Linked DNA regions of Mus musculus: all the other regions are linked to region 1. The links are chromatin contacts, called in public HiCAR-type and promoter capture Hi-C maps. All regions are on one chromosome and are shown on one strand. The core of a region is the stretch at or near the end of the contact, and the rest is flanking DNA. Distances in the headings are between cores, read along the strand shown.

Evidence for each region. Promoter capture Hi-C pulls out the DNA fragments that hold promoters and counts their contacts. HiCAR-type assays count read pairs that join an accessible place to other places. Capture Hi-C pulls out chosen DNA fragments and counts their contacts.
Region 2: a promoter capture Hi-C map of pre-B cells shows a contact between it and region 1, with 6 times the contacts expected there. The contact joins the promoter of Tmem68 here to the promoter of Sdcbp in region 1. A contact is called at or near these places in 3 of 39 promoter capture datasets (cranial neural crest, hippocampal neurons and pre-B cells), 1 of 484 Hi-C or Micro-C datasets (CD4 T cells), 2 of 115 datasets of contacts at active chromatin or transcription factors (large pre-B cells and stem cell-derived neural progenitor cells) and 1 of 9 other capture datasets (liver).
Region 3: a contact with region 1 is called in a HiCAR-type map of astrocytes, with 2.7 times the contacts expected there. The contact joins the enhancer-like site here to the promoter of Sdcbp in region 1. A contact is called at or near these places in 4 of 39 promoter capture datasets (hippocampal neurons, liver and pre-B cells) and 2 of 115 datasets of contacts at active chromatin or transcription factors (astrocytes and large pre-B cells).
Region 4: a contact with region 1 is called in a promoter capture Hi-C map of liver, with 3 times the contacts expected there. The contact joins the promoter of Lyn here to the promoter of Sdcbp in region 1. A contact is called at or near these places in 2 of 39 promoter capture datasets (liver and pre-B cells), 2 of 115 datasets of contacts at active chromatin or transcription factors (pro-B cells and stem cell-derived neural progenitor cells) and 1 of 9 other capture datasets (liver).
Region 5: a contact with region 1 is called in a promoter capture Hi-C map of pre-B cells. The contact joins the promoter of 6330407A03Rik here to the promoter of Sdcbp in region 1. A contact is called at or near these places in 2 of 39 promoter capture datasets (neutrophils and pre-B cells).
Region 6: a promoter capture Hi-C map of liver shows a contact between it and region 1, with 3 times the contacts expected there. The contact joins the promoter of Rps20 here to the promoter of Sdcbp in region 1. A contact is called at or near these places in 6 of 39 promoter capture datasets (the 3T3-L1 cell line, cranial neural crest, frontonasal cranial neural crest and 2 more), 4 of 115 datasets of contacts at active chromatin or transcription factors (astrocytes, fibro-adipogenic progenitors, large pre-B cells and 1 more) and 2 of 9 other capture datasets (adipose tissue and liver).
Region 7: a HiCAR-type map of astrocytes shows a contact between it and region 1, with 3 times the contacts expected there. The contact joins the promoter of Mos here to the promoter of Sdcbp in region 1. A contact is called at or near these places in 2 of 39 promoter capture datasets (cranial neural crest and pre-B cells) and 3 of 115 datasets of contacts at active chromatin or transcription factors (astrocytes, embryonic stem cells and large pre-B cells).

What each region holds. Positions count from the first base shown.
Region 1 is chr4:6,364,070-6,367,732 of GRCm38.p6, forward strand. It overlaps Sdcbp (syndecan binding protein), which reads left to right and starts at 1,611. Exons shown (of 9, transcript NM_001098227.1): 1 at 1,611-1,690.
Region 2 is chr4:3,573,033-3,576,695 of GRCm38.p6, forward strand. Tmem68 (transmembrane protein 68) reads right to left here and starts at 1,821. Exons shown (of 8, transcript NM_028097.4): 1 at 1,672-1,821. Tgs1 (trimethylguanosine synthase 1) reads left to right here and starts at 1,847. Exons shown (of 13, transcript NM_054089.4): 1 at 1,847-2,097. The coding sequence starts at 1,994.
Region 3 is chr4:9,134,501-9,138,163 of GRCm38.p6, forward strand. Gm50597 (a long non-coding RNA gene) reads left to right here. Exons shown (of 2, transcript XR_001784233.1): 2 at 1,210-1,673. Gm34288 (a long non-coding RNA gene) reads right to left here. Exons shown (of 4, transcript XR_881105.2): 2 at 964-1,024. Among named protein-coding and RNA genes, the nearest start is that of Gm34288, 6.3 kb to the right of the region's middle. Within about 2 kb of position 1,886, at least 95 of the 459 cell types and tissues checked have an H3K27ac peak or open chromatin away from gene starts, as enhancers often do. A contact at or near this core is called in astrocytes, where this site is marked.
Region 4 is chr4:3,676,572-3,680,234 of GRCm38.p6, forward strand. It overlaps Lyn (LYN proto-oncogene, Src family tyrosine kinase), which reads left to right and starts at 1,550. Exons shown (of 13, transcript NM_001111096.1): 1 at 1,550-1,793. Gm42250 (a long non-coding RNA gene) reads right to left here and starts at 1,537. Exons shown (of 5, transcript XR_881076.3): 1 at 242-1,537.
Region 5 is chr4:3,713,254-3,716,916 of GRCm38.p6, forward strand. 6330407A03Rik (RIKEN cDNA 6330407A03 gene) reads left to right here and starts at 1,711. Exons shown (of 1, transcript NR_028126.1): 1 at 1,711-3,560. All of the region lies in intron 1 of Lyn (LYN proto-oncogene, Src family tyrosine kinase), which reads left to right.
Region 6 is chr4:3,833,616-3,837,278 of GRCm38.p6, forward strand. Rps20 (ribosomal protein S20) reads right to left here and starts at 2,040. Exons shown (of 4, transcript NM_026147.6): 1 at 1,869-2,040; 2 at 1,577-1,676; 3 at 1,321-1,394; 4 at 1-1,068. The coding sequence starts at 1,871. The coding sequence ends at 886. Gm32823 (a long non-coding RNA gene) reads left to right here and starts at 2,034. Exons shown (of 5, transcript XR_881078.2): 1 at 2,034-2,319; 2 at 3,068-3,260. It overlaps LOC115490074 (a small nucleolar RNA gene), which reads right to left and starts at 1,531; the gene lies at 1,464-1,531.
Region 7 is chr4:3,870,369-3,874,031 of GRCm38.p6, forward strand. It overlaps Mos (Moloney sarcoma oncogene), which reads right to left and starts at 1,737. Exons shown (of 1, transcript NM_020021.3): 1 at 290-1,737. The coding sequence starts at 1,446. The coding sequence ends at 415.

The DNA of each region.
Region 1 (3,663 bases), core at 361-2,860:
TTGACTGAGATTGGATGAGATCTATAGATGGTGGGCAGAACTGACATCTCCATAAAATCTTTCTTCCTATGTATAAAGGTGGGCGTCCCCCACTTTACTCAGATCTTTCATTTTCTTTAGAACTCCCTGTCAACACAAAGAAACCGCAGCTCTCATCTTAAAGGTGATAAGAGATAGTTGATTTTGGAACCATTTTGAGTGACCATGGCCTGGGAACACAGATTTAGGTTACTTCAAATTCTATGTTCCAACAAGTAGCCTCAAGTAGCTCTCATAGTTTTTGTTTTTGTTTTTGTTTGTTTTTCTGAGACAGGGTTTCTTTGTGTAGCCCTGGCTGTCCTGGAACTCACTCTGTAGACCAGGCTGGCCTCGAACTCAGAAATCTGCCTGCTTCTGCCTCCCAAGTGCTGGGATTAAAGGCGTGCACCATTTTACAGGACAGAGGAAGTCATCAGTCAAGGCAAGCTTACAATACATAGGCGCTTACTTCAGAGAGGCAGGACAAGGCAGTGGGGGTGAGGTTCAGGGAACCTTTCTGTAAGACGCAAGGTGTTTTCTGGTGGCATTCTAAGCATTTGGATTGGTAGAAGCTAGTTGCCTGCTAATTCAATAGATTCTAAAGACCTGTTGTTTATTGTCACAAGATGTTAGTTTAGACACAGGGAAACAAGGAATGGCTGTTCTGGAGGGCCAGGATTTAGCCCAAGATATGGTGATCTTCCTCTGGACTTTCGACATTCCAACCTATTTATTTCCACAGCATGAAATTCTAATTAGGAGTTTTCCTTCACACAGATATTCATTCAACTAGGCTTGTAGCTAAGTATTTTATCTTGATATATTTTTAATATTCAATTCCAATTGCTCATTTCGTGCAGATAGGAAAGTAATTGACTCGTGTGTATATTAACCGTGTATCGTAGCAACCTTGCTGTAGCTGCTTATTCTGCTTACTGGTGTTTATTTTCTCTTTGTTTACATAGATAATCTTGCCAGCTGTGAATAGAACTGTATTTCTTCCTTTTCCATCCCGTAACTCGTTTTACAAGTTGTTCATCAGTTAAGCCATATTCTCCCTGGAGCATCACATTTTCATTCCTCTTGTCATGTAATGCTTATTGTTTTACCAGAGATAAAATTTCAAATGACTGTGATGATGAATAATTTAGATAGACAATTGCTTGCATGCCAATGATGTCATATACTGTTACTAGGAAATGGCCTCAGCCATGGACTGGTGTAGATATTGTCAGTTTCACATATTCATGTACACCCCAAACATCTGGATTCCCCTATCAGCACCATCAACTCTCAGAAAGCACATAGTCCGTGTTTTTAAGATTAGAATGTGGGTTTTATTTATTTCAGGGTGTGTGTGTGTGTGTGTGTGTGTGTTCAACACCGAGAGTAACAGTCAGCAGCCAATGAGCATTCGTTCTGGGAACAAAGGGTAGTAAAAGGCGGCGGGGGCTGCCAGGGAACCGAGGCTGGAGCCGGGAGTTGGGAGGATTTCGTAGAGGGAGGGTGGGCTGGTGGTCGCTCGGGCTGTGCCGCGTTGTCATGGGGACGGCGCGTGCGCCTGCGCCTGCGCGGCGGAAGGCGGGGGCGGTGATGACGCGCAGGGCGGGCCCCGAGGTTCGGTTGTGTGGAGCTGGAGCGGGCAGCAGGAGCGGCGCGGTCCTCGGGGCAGGTGAGTGGCCGCGGGGGTCCCGGGCCCCGGCAGGTCTCGGAGCTGGTCCGGCGCTCTGCTTCGGGCCCCGGGTGGGTCTGGCCGGGTCCTCGCCCGCACTCGGTGGCGTCCTCAGCGGCTTCCGGACGGCTGGCAGGGCGCGACGGACCGGAGGTGACAACGGTTAGCTGCGGAGCCGCTGCTCTGGAAGGGGGCAGGGAGGGCCAGGGCTTGCAGCGGGGTGTGTGCACCAGGAACGGTCTCCGGAGGTCTGGTGACTCAGATCTCCTTGGAGGATTTCCTTCTAATACGGGGCGGAGGGAGGCGTACAGACGTGGAAAGTTTCCAGTTTCAGAAGTGCAGTTATGGAGCCGTGGAGTGTGTGGGATCGTTTGTTGTATTCGTCCTATCTTCGACACATAGCTTTTTTTTTTCTTGTTTTGTTTTGTTTTCCATTAGGTAAATTACTTAGAAAGTGTAGAGTTTTAAATTCTTAACACGCACGCTTTACACCGAGAACAAATGTTTAAGAACGAAAGTTATATTGAAAATAGCTGCTGCCCTGGTCAATTGTCTTACTTTTGAAATGTCAAGGTGATATAGTTCAGCAGATTTGTACTCTCATTTTCCCGATGTGAGGATAGGACAAAGCAGAAAATATGCCTTTTCATCCTGTTAACAACTTAGGTCCTTAAACTGGTAGGTCTTAAGTGGTACGTAAGTATTACTGATCAGATGACTTGCACCAGGAAATAAGGAAATGGAATGACGAGAAGGCTCAGTAAACAATTACTCCATTATAGCCAGAGTCACTTAACTTTGGAAGCAGATTTTAGCTGTGCTGGATCTATTAAAGAGGATTTAAAAATCATGAACAAGAAAGGGCTGATTAAGATTTTGATGCACTTTTGAATTAAGCAGCCCTTTAAAATGAGCACGGCTCACCGACTTCCCCCCATTTTTGCCACTTTCTCTTAGGTAGTAAACATCCAGAGACTGTAAAAGACACCCACACACTTTAAAATACTTATACATTTAATAATCGTTCTCCTTGTACTTATTAATTGCCAAATGTTGCAACACTTACTGAAAATTTTAGCTTTTAAGGATGTAATTAGTAAACATATGGCTCAAAATTTTAAGCATTTAAAATGTAGAGCATACAGTATAAAACCTCCCCTGTGCTTGGCATAGGCTTTGGTTGTGCCCACCAGCCAGCCATATTTCCTCTGGCAGGCCAGTTCTTTTACGGTCTTAGGTACTGGTTCAGATAGTGCCTCTATGGTCAGACATGTAAATATGTTTCCCTCAGTTTAACACTGAGGAAGGCATGATTTTCTGCTGTATGTGTCTGTTTTTCCAGTTAGTAATAACATTTTGGATTATAACTTTCAGTTATGGTTAAGTTTGGCTGTGTTTTGGTCAGTGTCACTGTGACCAAGCTAGTAGGTATGATTGTCACCCTTTGCAAGTACATGTCAACTAAAGACATGAAGCGGTCTTACTGTGTCTGGAGTTATAATTGGAGCAGATGTCTAAATTGTAGGAGTTACTCCTCTTATACTTAACTTTCTTAAAATTGTAAAAGGCTTTGAACAACTATATTTAAAAAATGATAGTTTCTTTCCGCTAGCTTTTTAAAAAATGGTGTGTGTGTGTGTGTGTGTATGTGTGTGTGTACATACGTGGGAGTGGGATGGGGAGTGCAGGGAGTGGAGAGGCCAGAGTCAGCGTGCCTGTGGGGTTGAATTAGTGGTTTTGTCAGTTGCCCCAAGAATGGGTGCTGGGAACTGAACAGCATGTGTTCCTTGGAGCTCCTGCATACAGACCTGCCAGGAACCTAGGCCCCTGGGGCCCAGACTCACAACAACTCTACAGTTTTAACTTTGTCACCTTCTTAGTGTGCCCTACTAGTGTACATGGTCTGAACCTTCCTGGGCCCCACTCCTGACGGAGAATAAGCAGAACCTCCTTCCACGTTTCCGAGCTGAAGG
Region 2 (3,663 bases), core at 571-3,070, 2.8 Mb before region 1:
GAACAATCCCCAAACTCACATGGAGACACAAAAGACGAAATGTCCAAAGCAACCCCGAGCCCTAGAATAATGCTGAAGGCATTACCATACCCACCTTCAATGTAACCAGAACATGGAACTGTCATGAAGACATGTAGACCAAGGAAACCAAACAGAATATAAAAATAAACCCACGCTCTTGCCACCAATTTCTTTTAAACAAAGGCAGCAATGTTATTTTGCCCTTTAAAGTATTAAAAGAAAATATAGGGGAAACTATGCCCTCCAAAGAACAGACATCCAAAGCAAAAAAAACAAAAAAAAAACAAAAACAAAAAACAAAAAACAAAAAACAAAAAAAAAAACTATTAGTTGAACAGTAGATTTATTTCTAGAGTCAAAAGATTTATTTCTAAGTAGTCAAAAAACCCAAATAATCCCATTAAAAGGGGGGCTTGAATAGTCACTGGCTATCAAACATATGAAGAATAGATAGCAACACTGTTGTTGCTACTCTTGACTGTCAGCTTATGGGTTTAGAACCACCTAAGAGACAAACCTCTGAGAATGTCTGTGAGGTTGTTTGGTTGGTTTTGCTGTTGTTAATGGAGGTGGGAAGTCTCACACTAACTCTGGGTGGTGCCATATCAGTCTCTCATACAAGGAAGTTAATCTCAAAGATTAACAGCGAGTCAGGACAAGTGCAGGGAAGTATATAGACATGGTGATTTAGTGGGTGTGGAGCATAGCCAAAAGGAAGACTTAACTTTTAAAGCACAGTAGGAAAACTGGATTACAAAGTGAGTATCCAAAAACAGCTAAGAGAGAACAGTTTGAATGCCCCAACACAAAGAAACAGTGTCTGAGGTGAGAAATATATCGTTTCCCCGGATCTTCTCATGAATGTATCTTCTCATGATCTTCTACATGCACTGAAATGCTGCCCCGTGACCCAGAAATATGTAAAATTATTACATGCCATTGGCTTTTTAAAGAATTTTAAAATGTTTTTTTTTAATCACCTGACCCTGTGGGGAGGATGCATGAGTGAGCATGTGAAGGCGGAGGACAACTTTCATGCACCCGTGAATGTTTTGTCCCTTTAACCAACTCGAATAACCAATAAGCCTTCTCCTCACACCCATGTGTCACTTATCAATAAAAAGAAAACAAACAACAAAAACCCCTTGAGTTCAAGCTTCTTTCTCCGGGTTCTGATGTACATTACCTTGCAAAGATTTTGTTTTTCAATATAAAAATGCTCTTCTACTTTTGGTTAAAGTCCCCTACTCTTTTAATGACTACTCTTCTACTGCATCATAGTCTAACTCTAGTCACTCTCTCCAATAATGCTGTAAGACATTTAGTTATTTTTGAGACAGCATCTGTGTGGACCTGACTTGCTCTGCAGACTAAGCTGGCCTTGATCTCAGAGAGATCTGTCTGCTTCTGCCTCCCAAGTCTGAGATTAAAGGTGTATACCACCATGCCTATCTATAATTCACATCTAGACTGGTATATTGAATTTAGGAGTTATGAAAGGAAGGAATACTGCAGTTGTAGATATACTGCACGGCGCAGGCGCAGAGGCCGGGAACTAGTCCGGCTTTCCGCTCCGGGCCCCGCGACCAGGACACCACGCCTGCTACCGGCTAGAACAGCATGGAGAAGTCCATGGGGAGCTCGACGCACCTGACAAGAAAGTCACAGGAAATCGGCGACCTCGGCAGCTGGTCGGCGGCAGAGCCGGGAGAAGCAGACACGCGGGTAGTGCCGGTTTCCTTTAACTGCCTGAGAGGAAGAAGGCCGAGCCACATTGGGTGTAGGACCGTCGGTCGCCCCGCCCCTTCCGGTAGCTGCTGTCGCTGCTTCCGGTAGCGCGGCTGGCTGGCTCCCGGCTCGAGCGTCCCCAGGCGCGTTCCGCTCCTCTGCCCGCGCGAGTTACGCCTTTCTGTCTTCAGCAACAGCGCCCGGCCCAGTCGCGGACAACACCAGAGCGAGCCCGGATAACGAAATGTGTTGCGAGAAGTGGAACCATGTGGCCGAAATGCTGCTCTTCATTGAAGACCGCGAGGAGGAGTACAAGATCCTTTGCCTCTGCTCCCGGGCATTTGTGGAGTAAGTCGCGACGGTCCTCTCTCACTTTCTGTCCTTGCTCAGGAATGGGGGTGTCGCAGAGTTAGAGAGAGGCTTTCCAGAAAGCCACATGACCTGATGTCTAAGAAACTCGAAACCCCGCGGGCATGAAGGAATGTTCTACTGCAATTACTAAAGGGAAGATTAATATAATTTTGATTTTTTTTTAAATGTGGTACCTTATATGTGTCATTTCGGGTTTCCATAAATGAAGGGCCAATCTCAACATTGGTTGAGTCGGGCGAGATGGCCCAGGTATTGGCCATGCAGAAGGATAGCAAATTCAAGACCATCCTGAGCTATACCAGTAAGATGGAGTGTGAAGTGTAAACTAATACAAATAGATTGATGAGATGAAGGATCAAATTAGAGCTCTATTTGCAAACTGTAAAATCCTTTCCAACAAAAATTTATGTATCTGAAACGTCTAATTATTTGAGATAAAAGTGTTAACTGTTTATGGCAGTTTTAGAGACATCTCTGGGGGAAATGTTGGTTTCATGTTTAAAATTGCCAGAATAGAAAGTACCTTCTGGTGGGAAAAGCATTGACAAATTTTAAATTTGAAGGTACTCATTTTCATTATGTACTTGAGGGAAGATATCTGAAAGTTTCCTCAAAAAAGAAATATAACACCATGTTAAATTTAACATTTAAAAAATGTACTAGGCTCATTTGCACAGGTCCTGCTGGTTCAGAGTTGAACAGTCTTCTAGTGGGGGAGTGAGGATGATTATAAGACCGAAAAGAAGACTCAGAGACAAAGGTTAGAAATCCGGAGGGCTGCAGGCCTGAACCACACTGGCCCCAAATGTATTTCTCATAACCTTAATACACTTTACAGTATCATGGGAAACAAAGTCACAAACTAGCACAGACAATGGCTGACAGAGAATGGATATCTGTTCCCATCCGGAGGCCTCCCTGTTCCTTCCACAAAGATTAATCGAACGTTCAGCCTCTCTCCTTGAGCCTCAGTTGTAGCTTTTTGTTCCATGCCGTTGGCAGGCCAGGAAATCTGTCAGCCTGACCTGCCTTGACTCCGCCTAACAGACAGGCTTTTACAGAAGCAGACAAAAATGACTCCCAACGCTCAGGTGTACATTTAATTCAGTAAAGTTCTTTTTTATGCTCCTATTAGATGCTGGTAGGTAATGGAATATAAGATGGGACCAGGCTGCGCTGAATTCACTTTCTAAGCAAAAGAGATCAATATTGCACTAAGGTAGCGGTTTGCACAATTACTCAGTTAACTCAACTGGATAAGAGACATGTCTGTGGTGCTTTGATAGCAATCTGGCAGGATGGACAGTGAAAAATATGAAGCCTTGGGAGAGGAAAGGAACTCCTCCATTTAGAGTCTTCTTGAAGTGCCTTTTTGGCAGAAAGTCGAGAAAACCAGTATCCTTAACAGAATTTTATGTAAAAATGGCCTGAGTGAAAACATTACTTTTATGTAAAAATAGTTTGAGTAAGTATTAAAATAGGCTGGTGTGAATACTCACGCCTTTAATCCCAGCACTCAGGAAGGGGGAGGCAGAGGCAGGC
Region 3 (3,663 bases), core at 636-3,135, 2.8 Mb after region 1:
CCCAAGCTCTGGGATTACAGACGTGTACCACCATACTCCGTTGACACCTGGTAATTTTAATCAGTTTATGAGGAATCCTTAAAAGCACTCACTGAATAGCCGGGTTTAGTTGAACGTATAAGGCTTTCTTCAATGTCATAATAAGAACAGCCTGTTAGTTCACTTGTTCAACGCAGATCTCTTTGCCATAATGTGGAGGATGGGCCTGAGAAAGCCAGGACTGAAGGCTGGGATGCCTGGCAGCTACCAGATGTGGCTATGATTGGACATGGAATGGAGAGGGAGGGTTGCTGAGACCTTCCCCCAGGCCAGCTCCAGTGGAGGCAGAGAGAAGATAGTATACCCTTTAATCATGAAGGGCACATTCTAAGACCCTCAGAGGAAGCCTGAAACTATTCATCCTACTGATACATATATCCTTAGGTATATTTAATATATTTCTACATATACACACCTAGGTCAAAATTTAACTTATAAATTAGTAAGTTAAATCTATAAATTAACCTACAACAAGGTTCAGGAAAAGGTTAACGAGAGCAGTAAGACAGAAAATTACAACAAACGTTAATAGTCATTTTCTCTTGTTTTCTAAATGTCTTTCTGAAAGTGTAGATCTTAACAATGTTACTAGACGTTTTGTTCTTTTCTTATTAAGCTTATTATTATAGCACCTTCCCATTTATCAAAAGCACTTTCCAACTTGTCTTTGGCACGCCTAAATTCCTAGCATTGCCTGTCTTGCTCGAAGGGGTTGTTGTACAAGTAAATTTGGTTTACTGAGCACAAACTTTGTGATACCTCAATAAGCGAGCTGAGGGTCACGTGAGTAACGGGAAGGTAGCCTATATAGTGTGGATACAGAGAACAAAGGTTCGATTCTCATTCCAGATAGGAAGGGACTGGATACTGTGAAGTGTCATTGCCCCACTTAGAATAGCATTCAATACAAAACGTACAACTTACTTATGTATGGAACTTTCCACGTAACATTTTCAGAACGTGGGTGAGGACAGATAATTGAAACCTGGAAAAGAAAGACTGCTGGAGTGATGTGGGTTGGGCTAGCTGAGTAGAGGGATTGGGTTCCCATTGTGAGGATTTTATGGGGCTTGTGGCTGGTGGCATACGTTTGTATTTTATCCTCAGATCCGACCTGTCCACCCTATGCACTGTCGCTCTTTTCAACTTGACCTCATTTGACCTTGTCAGGCATCTTCAACATCCATCAGTCCTTCAGGGAGGAAAGCCTTTGGACACATGGCTTCTCGCCATTATTGGTGTGCAGACAACTTGAAAATTGGCAGAGGAATCCATGCTGGCGAAAGAGCAGTTGAAAGACCCTCAGAAGAGGTCGGGATGCCCTTGGAGGAGGTAGAAAACTTCATGTGTTCCACGCTTCTCACAGCCCCGCTGGGCTCCTGTGGCTTCTCAGTGTCTCATTTCCAGGCTATGCCGGTGCTCCACTCGCCAGCAGAGGGCAGCATTGAGACATCAACGAAGGCGGACTTGGGCGCGCGACCGCCGGGAAGCAGAGCCTCAGGATGGCTGCTTGTCGGAAGCTTTAACCTTTTAAGCAATTCTCCGGGGAGCCCTTCCTGTCATGTGTGGGCTGCCCTAAAATGAGCAGGTGATAGAAATGAAATATTAAACAATTCTGTTCTGCAAAATGAAAATGAGTTGTCATTTAGCATTTTTATCAGTCGATGACACATTCTTCCAGCTTCAGAAGGATTTTGTGAAAATGCAGGAGACAGTGAACTCATTTACCACCAAATCCTCAAGAATCACACGTGGGGGCGCCGTCATCAGGGGCAGGGGTGCAGGGCAGGCCAAGGCTGAGCCTTCAGGGCCGAGGGGCTGGGATCTGGGACCTGTGACGCAGGCCAAGGATGCAATTGTCCTGGATAGCAATACCGAGGAAGCAGGCACATCTCCAGCAAGGCTGTGTGTGGCCAGGCAGAAGGCAAGTCAGCTCACAGAATAATGAAAGGAGCTGAAGGTGGTGAAGTGAGGGCTGCGGGCAAGCTCGCTGGTCGCAGGAATCTCTTTCATACTGCTTTCAGAAGCACCAGCAGTGATGCCGAGCAGGGTTTTGTTTTTGTTTTTGTTTTTGTTTTTGTTTTTGTTTTTGTTTTTGTTTTGTGATTTTCACCTAGTGGCTTTGGTGGCAGCGAAGTCCACTCTGAGCTCAGGCTGTCAAAAGGGCGCTTTGCAGGAACCTGAGAGGGTCTCCAAGCAGAGCTGCAGGGAAGGGTGGGCCCCAGCCTTCCCCGGAAGCTCTTCAGCAGATTAAATCATGGCGTCTTTGGTAGAGGATTCCTGGCTGCCACACAAACAGCCCCTGCTTCCCCGTTTCCAGTGCGATTTATTTCTCTACAGACGGTATTGATTCTTTCCTCTATCCGATCGCTCCTGGGCCTGTGTAAATGAAAGCCCTCTTGTGTAATAGTCATGCCTATAGCTGGGCGATTTGGGCAGGCAGCTGCGTGTTACATGACCCTGTGAGAAGCGATGCATTTTGCTGGATAGATACAGTCGAAGCAAATGTTTGCAACTCATCTAGCAGCCCAACCTGTATTTACGAAATATTCACCCTGTTTTTTTTTTCCCCCTTTGAGTCAAAACAGCTCAAGAATATTTCTGTTATAATATTCATATGAAGGGGCTAGTGGCAGAATGAGATCATTATCTGTTGAGCCAGGTGCTGCCCTCTGTGTTACTGAGGGAAACAATCCAGACTTGTGCTCGGTTTGAGTTCATTTGAACTCATCCAGATGGGACTAACAATAATACCTGTTCCAGGTGGGTACAGATGCATCTGACATAAAATGGACCCAAAGCATCTGCCCCCTTTGGGTCCTGCATAGTGTGAGCCCCATTCTCCATTAGCCCCTCCTTTTCCTCTCCTTTCCTCCTTGGTCTCTCCCTTTGATTCAGTAAAGTGATCTCACTGAGACATTGACACCAAGAGAGCCTTGACCTCGCTTGGATATTTATTACTTAAGAAAGGTCAGTGCGATCAATAAAGGCATCAAACATATTTCTGGCTTTTTTTTTTTACTATTTTATTTCTGCATTTATTTATATAGTAGATGTTGACACACACACACACACACACACACACACACACACACACCACATTCTCTTTTCCTCCCCACACCCTCATAGCGTGTAGTAATGGGTATATGTTAGCTAGCCACTACCCACATTTGCAAACCTCTTGTGAAGCCCCAGGTTGTGTGAACACGGACTGACATTTTTATCTTTGTTTTTCTGTTTGTACATAGTATCAGGAGTAAATGAGATTTTGTTCACTTCTCTCCACATCTGATTTGATAATTTAAACCAAACCAATCCAAACTAAACCATCTACTCGATCCTTGCCTTCCCTCCACAGTAAGGGTGGAAGTCAGCTGCTGATGTAAGGGCATAGCTCGGCCACTGTGTGATGATAAAAAAAGGTCTTGTTTCGGGCTGAGCTCCTGTGGGGCTTCCCTCTCTTTGTAGAATACCGGAGGGTCTGAAGGTGGCCATCTATTTTGGCCATTTAATTTCATTAGCTATGACTGTTTTTATGTGTTGGGGCTCCTCACAGGCACATGTGCCCAGTGTCTCATGTGTCCAGGTCTCCTCTGGGTCATAGACTTGTGTGTTGTTTTTGCC
Region 4 (3,663 bases), core at 300-2,799, 2.7 Mb before region 1:
TTGACAGATAACAGTTCATATGCACCACAGATTCCCAGGCTAACACACTGGCTACTCTTCAGCAGGACAGTGACAGTAGCACTGTTCATTATAGGAATAACCACCTTCCTACTGTTTTTGTTTGAGGAGTTATTCCTGTGGCTTAGTGATGGGGGCACTCTAAGAAGCATGCTCTTTGGTGATTTCGTCTTCTGGTAGACATCGTACACTCACTTAAACCTATGTGCTCCAGGTCACTCACTTTATGTCCTTTTTGATGCAATCAGGAGTCATGGTCCACAACGGTAGAGAGGACTTGTTGGTATCAGCATCATCACAAACGCTGTAGATCTGTCTTGCACTGTCACACTGAAAGAGCTATGACAGCTACGACACCACTAAGTGATACAGATTTTTCAGCTCCATTATAATCTCTGGCACCATCTTCATAGTCCCTGGTTGACTGAAAAATGGAGGGGCCAGGAAATGCTGGTGCACACCTTTAATTCCAGCACTTGGGAAGCAGATTGCTGGTTTCAAGCCCAGCATAATCTGCAGGGTGAGTTCTAGAACACCCAGGGTTACAACGAGAAACCCTGTCTGAAAAAAAGAAAAGAAAAACAACAAAACTGGTGAATCAGTGTGCTCACAAATGTTAGTCTTCCTTCATTAGTAACAAATGACAGCTGTACTGGACTTTGTTACAAGGTACCTGTTCTGACCTGTTGAACTGCAATTAGGGAATCCCAGAAAACAGAAGTCAGATTAGCATAAGTGGGTATCATAGTGACTGAGGCTAATTGCATATCTTGGTTCAGTAAGGGGCATTTATCAAGTCAAAATTTGGTTTGAACAAGCAATCTTACAACACACACTGGTTATGTACCTACAGTATGCCAAGTACTGTGTACACATAGGAACACAAGGACACAGCATTTGTTAGGAATGCAGTAATGTTACCAGGACCACATGCTAATCAATGCGAGCCTGCTACAGAGGACAGTTCTTGATAAGTAGTCTTAGCTCCATTTTCCTGGAAGCTTTCAGCTATTGGCATGCCCTTTAACTCCATAGCGAGTTCCCACTCCTCATTCCAGTGAATATCTTCAGCACTCCTTGTACACCTTTAAGGAATTTGATGTTTTGATTGTTAAAGCAAAGATTCCCCCTCGCCATACCCTCCAAACATCTACTCGCTGATACCGGTTTTTTTCTCTCTGGAAGCTCCAAACACACACAGAGAGTGCTGCTTCTGCTCCCAAGACACAGTGCATTGAGGAGTTGGGTCCTAAGGAACAGTGAAGTAAGGTGAACGTTTTCCACGACCCTCGAGAACCCCTAGATCTTCCACGCAGCCCTGGGGAGAATGTTGTTTCCGAGGCTACCGCCACTCTCCCAACTTGCGGTCTGGGTCTCCAAAGTCTGTTTGCTTGTAAAACCCTGAGCGATGGCTACACCAAATACCAAACCTTGGACAGGAACCAAACGGTCACTTCCCCGCCCTCCCAGCACAGTATGCAAATTCGAGCACCAGGAAGTAGCTGGGACCTCTCGGCCGAGCCCAGCGACAGCCAGTTCCTCTCCCACCGAGCCGGGCCTGGGCGCCTCCCGGCCAACGTTCTGCAGCTAATAGGTTGCTGCAGGCCGGGCACTGTTCCCCGAGCAGTGTGCCCGCAAGTCCCGGTCACGCGTCCTAAGACACCGGCCCGCAGCTGCTTCCCAGGCGGGCCCCGCAGGGCTATCCCGTCGCGTGAACAGCTTTTAACCGAAGTCACCGTGGAGTTCCGCCGCCCCGAAACTTCCACCACGAGCGAGTAAGTCCGGGGCTTGAGCGCAGGGTGGGTGCGTAGGGTGGACCGGGCAGGGACCGGGGCTGGGTCAGAGACCGGATCACAGGTCGCTTTCTTGGCTTGGGACTCCGGGTTTCGGTGCAGCCACGGCGCCCGCAGCAGAGGTCGCGCACTGCTTCTTGGTGGCGCTCGCGCTGGCCCCGGGTGGCGAGAGCATCTAGACTCCTTCAGCCTTGGGAGACTGTGACTCGCCGGGGCGATCGAGCGGGGACGCGGGGGCGGCGACTCCGCAGGTGTCCGCAGCGGAGCGGCGCGGAGGCGTGGTGGGCAGTGCGCACAGGGTGGGCGCCCCTGGGTCCTTGGCGTCAAGTCTCTCCCATGCCCCTCTCCAGCTTCTCTTGCCTGGCAGAGAGAAGTGGCCTGAGTCCACTCCGAAAGGGAGCGCGGTGGGGATTCCAGAGGGAGTCATCTGGGATCCAGTATTTAGTGTCCAGATCGGACCTTGAGTCCCCAGGGATGAGAAGGGGGGTTTGAACCCAGCCCCTCTCTAAGGTTGGCTGACAGCTGAGGTCCCTGTTGACTCGAGGCAAGGTGGTGACGTCGAACGGCTGCCACAGAGGCTGTAGCTTGACCTCCCGCGTAGCTCGACTTCTGTCAGCCCGCAGAGGAGTAGTCCAACGCCTTGGCCAAGAGGAAGCTAGAGTTATTTTAAGAATTCAGGGATGCCTTTCCTTCTGAATGGGGGAAGGGTGTGTGCGACAGTTCCCACTTGCCTGCCTTATCTTGGCTGACTATAGTGACTTCCCTATGCTGTTGGTGTAGTGTTTTTTGTTTTTTGTTTTTTTTCCCAATAGTCCCCGCTACTTGGGGTGCTTGTGGTTGTCTCTTTATTTATTGGAGTACCGGTGTTTTTGTTAATTATGCTAATCCGCCCAACTTCTTTGCTGTTCAGAATCCAGGTGGGAATCTAGGCCCTGCATTCTCTCAGTGACTGCGAATTATTGAAGTTCCCGGTTTGGGTTTCCGCCTGATTGACTATGAACCTACTTCATAGGTTTAGTACACTGAAGGTCCTTGAACATTATATGAATATAATGTTATATGAAAGTTACTTGGTACAACTGATCATCTATAAAATCGGAGGCCTTTGGTGGTTGGCAGTTTGGCGATTTTTAAACCCGAGACCACATGTCTGAGTGAGCTAGCTGACTTGAAAATCTATCTAATAAAACACCTGAAACGTGTGCTGTGCTGCCTCAGAGGTTCCTGGGATTCCCCCAGTTCAAGAGATCTTAAGACCTAACGTGGAAGACGATGGACTCTTTGCTCCGAAGCTCGGCTATCTGTAGGGTGTTTTCTCTCTGTGGAGTTAACACCCATAACATGTTTTAGGGAAATAGGCTATGCCCTGTGGGTTCAGGAACTTCCTGGTCCCTTCTCTTTTTTTTTGGGGGGGGGGGTCGAGACAGGGTTTCTCTGTATAGTCCTGGCTGTCCTGGAACTCACTCTGTAGACCAGGCTGGCCTCGAACTCAGAAATCTGCCTGTCTCTGCCTCCCGAGTGCTGGGATTAAAGGCGTGCGCCACCAAGCCCGGCTTCCTGGGCCCTTCTTAAGTGAAATGAAACTCTCCTCCCCTCAGGATTGCTGCCTATCCAGGTCCTCATTTGGAGAAAGGCAGGGTGATTTGGGGGTTTTGTTGTTTTAAAAATTCAGCTCCCAAGAGCCTTGGTTATGATCCGTTTGGGCTATATGTAAGTGGAGTAACTTTCTGAGCCTTGAAGAGGACAGTAGATGTGGAGGAAGAGAGCTCAGGAGGTGTGTTGTAGGCACTGTTTGCCAGAGCTGAAGTTTTGGACCAGTCACTTGGGCCATGGACTGAGTCAGCATTCCATC
Region 5 (3,663 bases), core at 461-2,960, 2.7 Mb before region 1:
AGCCTCTCTTCCGTCAAGTGTGATTAAGTCACTCTACTCTGGCTTTCTTTGCTGTAGGGGACAGGGAAGGAAGCTGGGACACAACCATTGTTTACCTGCCATTTAAGAAGCATTTAGCATCTGGTATTTTACTTAGTTCTCACAATAGCCTTGGAAAGAGTGGAATTATCTGAATTCACAGATGAAGTAAATACCATTACATTAAGAAACTTTTCTGGTGTTTATGTGTCTACTAACAAATGAAAGTTCCAGGTGGGACCTGATTTCCCCATACTATGGCCTTTTTCTGCTTTACAGCAGGAAAATGGTTGTTTTAAAGCAAGAGTCTTTTAGCCAAAATCCTTCGAGTTTTTCCCGATTCTTAATGAAGTAGGGTGGGGTTTGGCTCAGTGTTTGGTGTAGCTATACCTAAAAGTAAAATAACTTTGGGAATTAACATTTATTGATAATTTATTATAAACCAAAAAAATATGGCCATAAAAGTATGGGTTCTACTTATAAGCTTTTTATAAACCACGAAACATAGTTCATAGAATTTCTGAGTCTGCTTTGATTCAGTAAATGGTGCTTGGCCACTGCCTTGGTGACAGGTAGCCGTTGTGGTGGTGCAGGCTGCACGGTCTCCTTTCTCTGTTTAAGGTACCTGCAAGGAGCATGGAAGCAGACAATTGTTTGCCCAGAGACCTAGAAACTAGTGATTTTGTTTGTGTCAGAGTTCAAGATGCCTCTCTTCACTTAAGTATGATGATGTCACAGAGGTGACAGAGGTGACAGAGGTGAAGTTGCGCCTGCCCTCAGGGTGTGTGCAGTGGGGTTAAGGAATAGTTGCACCTGTTTCCAATACTGAGGGCTCAATGCACACGTAAAGTCACATTGTGAGTTATTAATGTTGGTACTTGTGACTGAGGAGAGAAGAAATACGAGGCAGAGGAATGTGTGAGCTGTGGAAGGCCAGCTGGCCAGGCCTTGCATTTGGTTTGGAGGGCTGGTTAGATTTGCCTACATGGGAAGAGCTTGCTCAAGTAGAGATGAGGAGGCAAGATGACCGCATGTTCATGGGTTGAAATCTCTGCCTCTGACAGAAATTTTCTGCTGGAGCCATGCAGATGATTGACAGTTAGGCTGGAGAGGGGTATTGTCAGACTGTGAGCAGTACGGTGTCTATGTGAGTGTGTACTGCTCACAAAGAAAGGCAGGACTCTTTGATCTAATGAGAGGTGATTGTAAGGACAGTACTGAACACTTACTGCCTATTTATCCTACCAAGTAGCCTTTATTGTACAATAGCTATGCAAGGTTTAGAATGTCCTTCATTGACAATTCAGTACTGTACACTACTGACAGAAAGTGTGGCCTTCATGGACCTACATTTACATGAGAGATAGATTGATGATAAAATAGGTAAATTCTCGGGCTGGCATTAAGGAAGAACAAAGAGAGCTGTGAGCTGGGAGGACACTCGGAAGAGAGCATCACATTTTCAAGCTTGTTTCTCTGTGTGTCCTTTGTATTAAATCGGGAAGGTAATAGATGGGAGGAAGTCTCTGGAGAATTTTAAATGTAAAATAATGTTCCTAGTCATAACCATAGTACAGGGCAGAGGGAAGACCAATGCCACGGGGACCAACTGGTGGGCAACCGCACCTCTACATAGATCCTGTAATCGTTGATATCATGTAGGTCTGCTGGGGGGGAGGGGATCAACGTGGGGAAGAAAATCAAAAATTACCATTTTCTCATGCATGCCTTCCCAGAACTCAGAACCCAAATGTAAATCTCTCACAGAATTGATGGGACCTGAGGGGACTGGATTTGACTAGGAAATGACAACACTGGACAGCTGTGGTTTCCCATGCTGAGTGGACAGTGTGGTGAGGAATTTAATTAAAAATGAAAATTCGGTAGAATTTTGTGATATGCTGTTGAAGTACATACATAAAGTAAATAATGTCGAAGTAGTGTCAGGAGTAGTGTCAAGGCATTTAATTCTAGCACTTGGGATGCAGAGGCCAGTCTGGTCTACAGAGTGACTTCCAGCAAAGCTAGAATGACACAGGTAATCCCTGTCCAGAAAAAAAAAAAAAGAAGTTTTCAAACTTCCAACATACTACAGAGGTACAAAGTATTGTATTTTATTTTAGCGTTGGGATTTTTATTGTAATATTACATGATGTTTGCTTGTGTTTTGTGTTCTTTAAACCTTAAATTTTTCCTTTTAGTTTTATCTTACTGATTTTTACAATGCATTTACTTATGTATTGCTTATGAGCCAGGGCCTTCAGTTTAAGTAGCAGAAGATGACACTGAACTGATCCTCCTGTCTCTACCCCAGGTGCTGGGACCACTGAGCCAATTTTACATTTTATATATATATAAAAAGATATGGTCTGAAACTGAGTGACAGCCTTCCCTAGAGTATTAGTCCCCTGGAAAGCCAGTAGTGTCTCTGTCTGGACTCTGAGCGATGTAGAAAGTGAAGGCAAAATTGCTAAGTGCCAGCCACTGCCTCAGTACTGGCTGGTGGTCACATGCTGTGTGTTCCTAACACCATACTCAAGATGTATAGCCTCTGCCAGCCTCACCCACACAGACTAACCCCTGGCTCCTATTTCTCCCAAGTACTGAGTCACAGCTTCTCTGGCACTCTTGGTTCATGGTCCTCCAACTACAGTTTTTTTTTTTTCTAGTAGTCCTAGAATGGAAGATATTCTGCGAGTAGTGAATCCAAAACTGGAATACATTTTGGATATAAGGACACAATGCTGTTTGAAAAGATGTCATACATTAGAAGGAAGAATCCTATTTCTGTTATATTTTAATAATCACAGTCACTCGCAAATGGGTCAAGTGTATCTTGACATGAAACTTCTCAAACTGTCCTGTTTCTGTTCCATTGATTTGCAGTTGACACTTGCTAGTTTTGAATCACACCAGACACAGCCAACCTGGTTTCACAAAGCTAAGATGTGAGGGAGGGAGGTGTACATAGCTGAGCCAGTGCTGGAACAAGCCTTCACCATGGCATATCCCCTGAAAGCTTGAGGTCCCCTAGAGCATTCTGTCACTTGGTGCCCTGAGGTGGCTTGACCCCCAAGAGCCATCCTTTTATATCATCTCTTCTTGGCCTCATTTTTAAGAGGAACAGCTCTGAATCTGCACTGGCTTTTGCTTCTTATTTCTCATTTTAAACTCCTGGGGTCTGTTAAAGTCTCTCCAGGACACTTCATTGTCCTGCAATGTATCGTTTAGCCAGTTAGTAAAGTGTCTTATTTGTTAAGCTTTGAGAATCTTGGGCCAGGTTCATGTGGAGTTAACCTTTAATCTCTGTGAGTTTGAGACCAGGGTTTTTTGAGACAGAGTTGGCTATCCTGGACTCATTTTGTAGACTAGGTTGACTCATTTTGTACACTAAGCTGGTCTTGAACTCACAGAGGTCCACCTGCTTCTGCCTCCTGAGTGCTGTGATTAAAGGCATGTGCCACGCCACACCTAGCATAACCATGTTTTTACAGGAGTAAAACATTGTAGCTTATGTGGATACCTTGATAATGAAAAAAAAAGAAAAAAACAACTGACCTATCATGGAAGAGTAAGGGTTAAAATGTTTGTTTCGATTTCCTTTGTTCTTAACATGCCTTGTAACCGTTTTATAAAAACATAATG
Region 6 (3,663 bases), core at 790-3,289, 2.5 Mb before region 1:
CTCAACACTAGTTCAACTCAAACACAGCTTCTACATCACTAAAACCTGCTTTGATGTGTACCTGAAGTCAACATAGCACACTCTAGGTTATTTTCCAGTTGAACACATGACTGAGATTTAAAAGTTTTAGATGGAATTAAAGATTAGTTCAGTTGGCCAAAGTGGCACATGCAGGCTCAAATCCCCTCAACCTAAAGTTGCAGATATGTTGCAACATGAGTAACCCAAGTAGTGTGACATGGGAGAGGCCACCCTGCCTTTCACAAATCACCTGGAAAAGCAAAATTTTCATACACTAGTCTTTGGACATCTATTAGTAAGTAAACCAGGCATAGTGGCTCATGCCTGTAATTGAGAAGGCAGAATTTTGACCAAGTATGGCCTGCAGAGTCCATTTCAAATAACTCAGAATGGCTAATACAGTGGTCCCTGCCTTTAATTCCAGTACTCTGGGAGCAGAGGCAATCAAATAAGATTGATATTTAATGAGGTCAGCCTGTTCTGTGTTGGGACCCTATCCCAAAACAAAACAAAATCCCCAGGCTTAAAAGATCAAGGATGCAATCTGCTCTTTTCTAACCCAACTTAGTCTTTAAATTGGCTTAGCGCCCCCTGCAGGAAACCTAACGTCTCTTTTTCACCTGACCAATCTGTTAGCACACCTTCATTTTTAAAAGCAGTTTAATGCTTCAGTACTTGCTCAGTGGTTAAGGAACCTGTTCTCTCCGAGGATGCAGGTTGGGTTTCCAGCACCTACATGGTGGTTCAAAGAACATCTGACACCCCTGTGACACACACATTTACACTCATAAACATGAATTAAAAAAAAAAAACCTGAACAAAAGCCAGCAAAATTTGACCATTAAGACGATTTATTCAGTTGTCTTAGGCATCTGCAATGGTGACTTCAACCTCAACTCCCGGCTCAATACTGATGGAAGTAATCTGCTTAACAATCTCAGAAGGACTATGTAAATCAATGAGTCGCTTGTGGATCCTCATCTGGAATCGATCCCAGGTCTTGGAACCTTCACCACAAGGTGTTTTTCTGGTAGTGATTCTCAAAGTCTGCAATAAAACAAAATTAGTCCATTTCTGAACCATTTTCTCTGTATGTTAACAGGTTTCAGCAACCTTTACTAGAGAGTTTTGGAGTTTGCTTTAAGAAAGGTATCATACTCAATCGCCACCAGACATTTGGCCCCTAATAACTTGTATTCTTAGGAATGTAAATTTAATCTCTGAATTTATTTGGCAATCAAACTCTGACCTTCCCCCTCCCCACCAGTCTACCAGTACTCGAGTCTACCTGTCCCTTACCTTGGTAGGCATGCGCACCGGTCCTTTCACTTTCAGATTCTTTTCCTTGGCGCCTCTGATCAAGTCCGCACAAACTGCGGGTTAAGAAAGCATGGTCTTTCAGTTAACTCAGAATGACTCGAGGCGTTTTAAACAAGTTCGCCTATCGGCTCAGAATAGCGTATAAGAAATATCACTATAACTCAATACGGTTGGTATCTCCTCATCGCCGACCGCGCCCCAGCGATCACCAAGCCACCCCGAGCATCGTACTGACCCTTCTCCAGCGACTTCACGTTGCGGCTGGTGAGCGTGATTCGAATTCGGTGAATCGCCACTTCGGGCTCCACGGGCGTCTTTCCGGTATCTTTAAATGCCTGTTATCACCCAGGCGGGAAAAACAAACAGCGACCCGTAAGTGGAGGCCCACTCCTACACAACCGCCATGAGGACCCTCTCCCGGGCCCTCGCCGCGGCGGGAGCCCTCTCCCGGGCTCTGCGCTCCCGGCGCCCCAGCAAGTCGAGCCCCGCCGACGCCCCAGGCCGCGTGGCGACGCCCCCCACCTCACCATGGCTGAGGCGCGGCTTCCTGACCGACTTGTTCCTCAGCAGGAGCGAACAGCGGTGAGTCAGGACGGAGCAGGCTGGCCGAGCTCCGTAGCGCGCACCGCCGGGGCTCAGAAAGGAGGGGCCGGACGGCGCCGGGCGCTTATAAAGCACGTGCGCATCCGGGTGCTTTGTGACCCGGAACAGGAACCGCCCCGCCCGCGAAGAGGTCGCCGTGGGGGAGGCCGGGCTGCGTCCCCGCCTAGTTGGCGGGAAAGGCGAGGACGCGCGCGCGCCCTCTGGCCTCTCGGCGGAGTCCCTGTCCTGACTCGGAGGACAGACGAAGCTGGAGCGGAGAAAACTCATGCCAGGTGCTCTCTGCACAAGCACCTACGGTCTTTACAGTGCGAAATATGCTTCGCATGCATACTCGATCAGCTTGCTTTTGTCTGACAAGGGAAGAGTTGTTTTGAGGTTAGCTGACACGGACCTTGGGGAAGAATGATCGTGACAGGGCATTTATTTACTTGGTGCTGAAGACAGAAGTCAGGGCTTAGCAGGAAAACGCACTCCATCCATGAGCTGACACCCTGAGTTCAATCTTGTGAATCCTTGTAGAAGGAGATAGTGGTTTTCGGAAACTTGTCTTCTGACGAGAGCTGTGGCACCCCCCCCACACACACACACACCCCACCTCCCCCCCACCCCCCATTAATTACTAAGCTTATATTCTAAAAATTATTCGGAAACTGCTTTTCGGAGCTGAAATGCCCTTTTGTGATATTTTGGCTTTGGGCTTCCAGGAATATTGGAAACGTCTATATCTGCTGGAAACCCAGGTTTAGCTTCAGTTAGTTCAATTAAGTGAAGGCAGAACTCTAGTCCCAGTGCTCTGTGGGGTCACAGGGCATTGTACCTGCAGCCTGGCCTGGAACCCATCTACCCAGTTTTAATATTCTCTTCTCTATGTTGCGATGGAGCTCCGTTCTGCTATGTTATGATGGCTGAGACCTCCGGGGACTCCTTAGAACGGAGCAGTTGTTCATAATAAAATTAGTGTCTGCGTACAGCAGAAAGAAAGCCAAATGTCCTCAGGTCAAATGTCCTAGGACGCAGAGGATGGTGCAGATTAATCTACACTACCCACTGCGCAAGGTCAAATAGAATGTAAGCCTGGAGGTGGGTTACAGACAACACAGGAGGAAATAACATTATTTTGTAGGTGAAAGTTACTTGCTCCGAGTTGCCAAACCCAGAGCACTGATTCCCCTCCAAGGAGAACTCCCTAAGCCATGTTCTTCTGAGCTTTGGGAGCGCCAGCACCGATTCACTTGCTTGGTCGGGATTCGACCTAACTAGGAACTGGCTTTCTGACTCACAGTGTACATGAAGTTTTGCTGTCATTGAACAATTAGGTAAGTGTTAAAGTTAGGGGAGTTTTCGAGTTCAATTATTTTTAAATATAATCCATTGACCTCTTAGACTACTAGTAGACTTAACATCAGAAAAAAGTCTAACTTTGTTTTTCTTTTCCTTTCTTGACTATTTGTTTTGTTCTGCTTTGTTTTTGTGTGAGGTAGAGTTCCTTTGTGTAGCCCTGGCTGTTCTGAAATTATTCTGTAGACCAGGCTGGCCTGCACCCTGAGATCTACCTGCCTCTGCCTCTGCCTCTGCCTCCTGAGTGTCTGCTTTTTTTTTTTTTTTCTTTTTTTTTTTTTTTTTTAAGACTTTAGTCTGGGCCGCTCTGGAATTTACAGAGATCTTCTTGTCTCTGCCTCTAGAATACTGGGTGGGATTAAAGGCATTGGCCACCACCAT
Region 7 (3,663 bases), core at 487-2,986, 2.5 Mb before region 1:
GATTCTCCTCTCTTCCTTCTCCCTTCCCCTCCTACCTCTTCTCACATGGCTCAGAGTCAGGTCCATGTCCTATGTCTCCCTTTTATTCACGATAAACTTTGTTCTTCATACCTAGGAGCAGGGATGTCCTCTCCTCCCACCATCACCCCCATTCTTTTTTTCATCCAGGAACAAACCTTACTACAGAAATGATACAGTAGGGCCAGGAACCCCAAAACGGCTTAGTTTACCAGCAGCGATGCCCATGAGATCTGTGGCCCCGTTATGCTTAGGAAAAGCACTTCAGGCTGAAGTTCGTGGTAACTTTATTTCCTAAAAATATGCCCTAGTGGTATGTTTTCTTCCACACCATCCTTACTTCTTTAAAAAAATAAACAGAGACAAAAAGCTTATCTCTACATCGGCTCGATGGAGTCAGCCTAGTGCCCCTCGGAAAGCCTTGAGGTCCCTTTGGAGCAGTTCTGCACCCGGCCTCTGCAGGGCGCGGGCCTCCCAGCAGCTCTGGATGATGTTCTGCAGTGTCTTTCCAGTCAGGGAGGCGGTGAACACCGCCCCTGCCAGTGAGGGGCGCAGATTGTAGGCAACCACTGCATACTGCACGTACTGAGGTTCGCCGGAGTAAGGCACCTCCCTGGTGGTCATCTGCCACAGGGTGATTCCAAAAGAGTAGATGTCAGCTTTGGGCGTGGCAATCTCTCCTTTCAGGATCTCCGGAGCTTGGTGCGTGTACGTGCCCCCTATGTGGTGAGGGGACGCCTGCCGGCACCGCAGATCCTGCAGCTTCTGGGAGCAGCCGAAGTCACTGATCTTACAAACGTCTTGCTCACTGATCAAAATGTTCGCTGGCTTCAGGTCCAAGTGCAAAATGCTTTGTGAGTGGAGAAAAAGCAGGCCGTTAACAACATCTAGGGAATACTTGAGGCACTTCCCCAAACTCAGTTGTTCTCTGCAGCTGAGAGGCTCCGGTGAGCGGGTGGCACCGTAGATGACTTGGTGTAGAGTCACGTTGCCCCCAAACTCCATGATTATGGTACCTAGGCTGTTGGAGTCTTCGGGCGTGCGCGTGCTGGCAGCCACAACCCGAACTATGTTGTCGTGGCGTAGTCTTGCAATGTTCAGTTCAGCCCAGAAACTCCGCTGGGATGCACGTAGGTCCTTGGTGCACTTGTTTACTTGCTTGATGGCCACAGGAACACCGTGGTAAGTGGCTTTATACACCGAGCCAAACCCTCCAGAGCCCAGCCTATGCATCAGACATACCTGTTCCCAGTCTATGGAGAACCAGGCCAGCCGGCGTGGCAGTCCGGGAGCCCGAGGAGGAGTGGTCCCCAGGAAGAGCTTCCCTGCCTTCCTCGGGGCCACCAAAGGAATGCTGCAGGACCGCGAGTCCACCGATGGCGACAGCTCACGAGGGAGGTAGCGACACAGGCTTAGAGGCGAAGGCATTACACCCTCAGATGGGACAGTCACATGAGACACTAGGGAGAAATGAGTAGGAACAGCCAGGGAAGTTTGGGAGCATGGCTGAAGATTGCTGCCTTCATCCCAGTTCCTTTCCCTTCTTCCTTGATTCTCAAAACCAGCCACATCTGTGCTATCACTACTCCACAAGGTGTTTCTTTTTTAAAAAATAAGTCAGGTGGGGTTGGGGGTGCAGATGAAGCCTGGCAGTCTCAGATGAAACGATTGCTCACAGCTAAAGTGAATCCTTAGCAACTTCTTCCCCCGTTAAACAGTACTGGCCTGCCCAAAAGTTCACGTCACCTTCCAACTAATTCTTCAATCACAATACAATGGAAGAAAAAAAAAATCAAGTACATTCTGATGATCATTAATCAGTCCTTCGACTGAAGAGAAAAAAAAAGTACAGTGAACTTGGTGCACACTTTTCAGGCTATAATGATTGTTAGTGCTAGTCTCCAGCTGCATTAAATCACTCCCAGCAGCTATTGGCTGCAAGAGTTGCAATACAAACAGCAGACATTTGTTGAACTACTTGCCAGGGTTATTAGATGCAACCTTTGTAAGAATTAACATCTGTAACTTTAATGTCTTTGATCCAAATACAATCACTTATAGAAGTCAGATCACATACCTTTTACGTTCATCAGAAGGGAGCATTCTGACACTGTATTTGATTTAAACAGCAAGTTAAGACTCTGTAACATAACAACACAGTGACCTCCCAATATCCCTTTCCAAGGCAAGTTAAGCCACCCCATGAGTGTGAGTTTGCTTCAAGACAGATTCTAGACTTCACAGAAAGCAAGTTCCTGGAATTTAATGCAGAGTTGGAGGAAGGAAGAAAGGAACAAAGGTGATTGTGATGACCACGGCTGTAAATATCAGCAAGCGTGGGAAAACAGAGGAAAAGTCAGGAGAAATAGACATGGCTCAGAATCACTGGTACCCATCTATAATATGGAAAAGCAGATGCTGAACACAAATTCAGGGTCTGGCCATCAAACCACACATTCCTCCTTTTTTGTTTTATAAAAATGCGCTCAGTTTTATGCTATATCTCTGGGAGAATGGGGAAGAGCCTTGCTCTGTTTATTCAAAAACGTTTCTCAAAGTGGCTAGGAGTTATTCCTCTTAGCTGCTTGGTAAGGTGTTTTATGCATACAGGTGATAAGTGATCACTTTTCATGTGACAGCTGTGTCCCTTTGACTTCAGAATCACAGGTTTTGAGAAGACAATAAAGGAGAGACATATAAACAACTCAAAGTTCACCAAACTCCAGGTTTCTACTTGATGGTATGATATGATTTAGTCTGCCATCTTGTACATAGTATATAATTGTTAGCACCTCAATGCTTTATGTAAGAAATTAGAATAATTAAAGTAAACATTTTTCGGGAATAAAAGTTGAGTAGCTTTGAACATATTAAGAGAACAAAATATTAAAAATGTAAGCCATGGAATATTTTAATAGAAGCCCCATTCTGTGCACGCATATCAAACCCAAATAAAAAAGGAAAATAGTAAGCAGGACAAAATTTAAAAGCACTGAAATTATACTGCAAATTTGCTCAGCAATCACAAAGATAAGATTATAGTTCAGGACTGTGAATTGTGGACTTCAGGAGCATAAGAGTAATAGGTTGCCTTAAACCTCTGGGTATCACACAAAATACATTACAATGTGATTTATTACTTTGTAATTTTTAATTTTAAGACAACCTCATAAATAATTCACTTCTAAAGTTGTCTAGTATTTATCCAAAATGCAAAGTATTGGTGAAAGTATGAGTCACTGTGTATGCACAAATCTGAGCTCATTCCACTCACCAGCCATCTACTCAAGGCTTTTAATGGTGTACCCACTGCTTTCTATGTGTTTCCTTTTGTGGGTATTTAAAACTGCAGACGGTTTACACCCTGGTAACCCCATCATAGGCTGTAAGCACTGATGAGTGGAAATGCATATGTTAAATGCTTTACCTAGCAAATGTCAGAGATGGTTATTAACCCGAATGACAGTGCTACAGAGGGGCAATCTGAGCAGAGAGGTCTGTTGAGTGCATAAGGATGCCATATCATTATAAAGTTAAAACATTGGAGTTTGGAGTCTTACTATGGAAACTGCCCTTACTCTGAAAAGATCTACCATTATATTAACTTTCTTTCCTTTATCACCTAAGTTCTTATTATGATTTTAA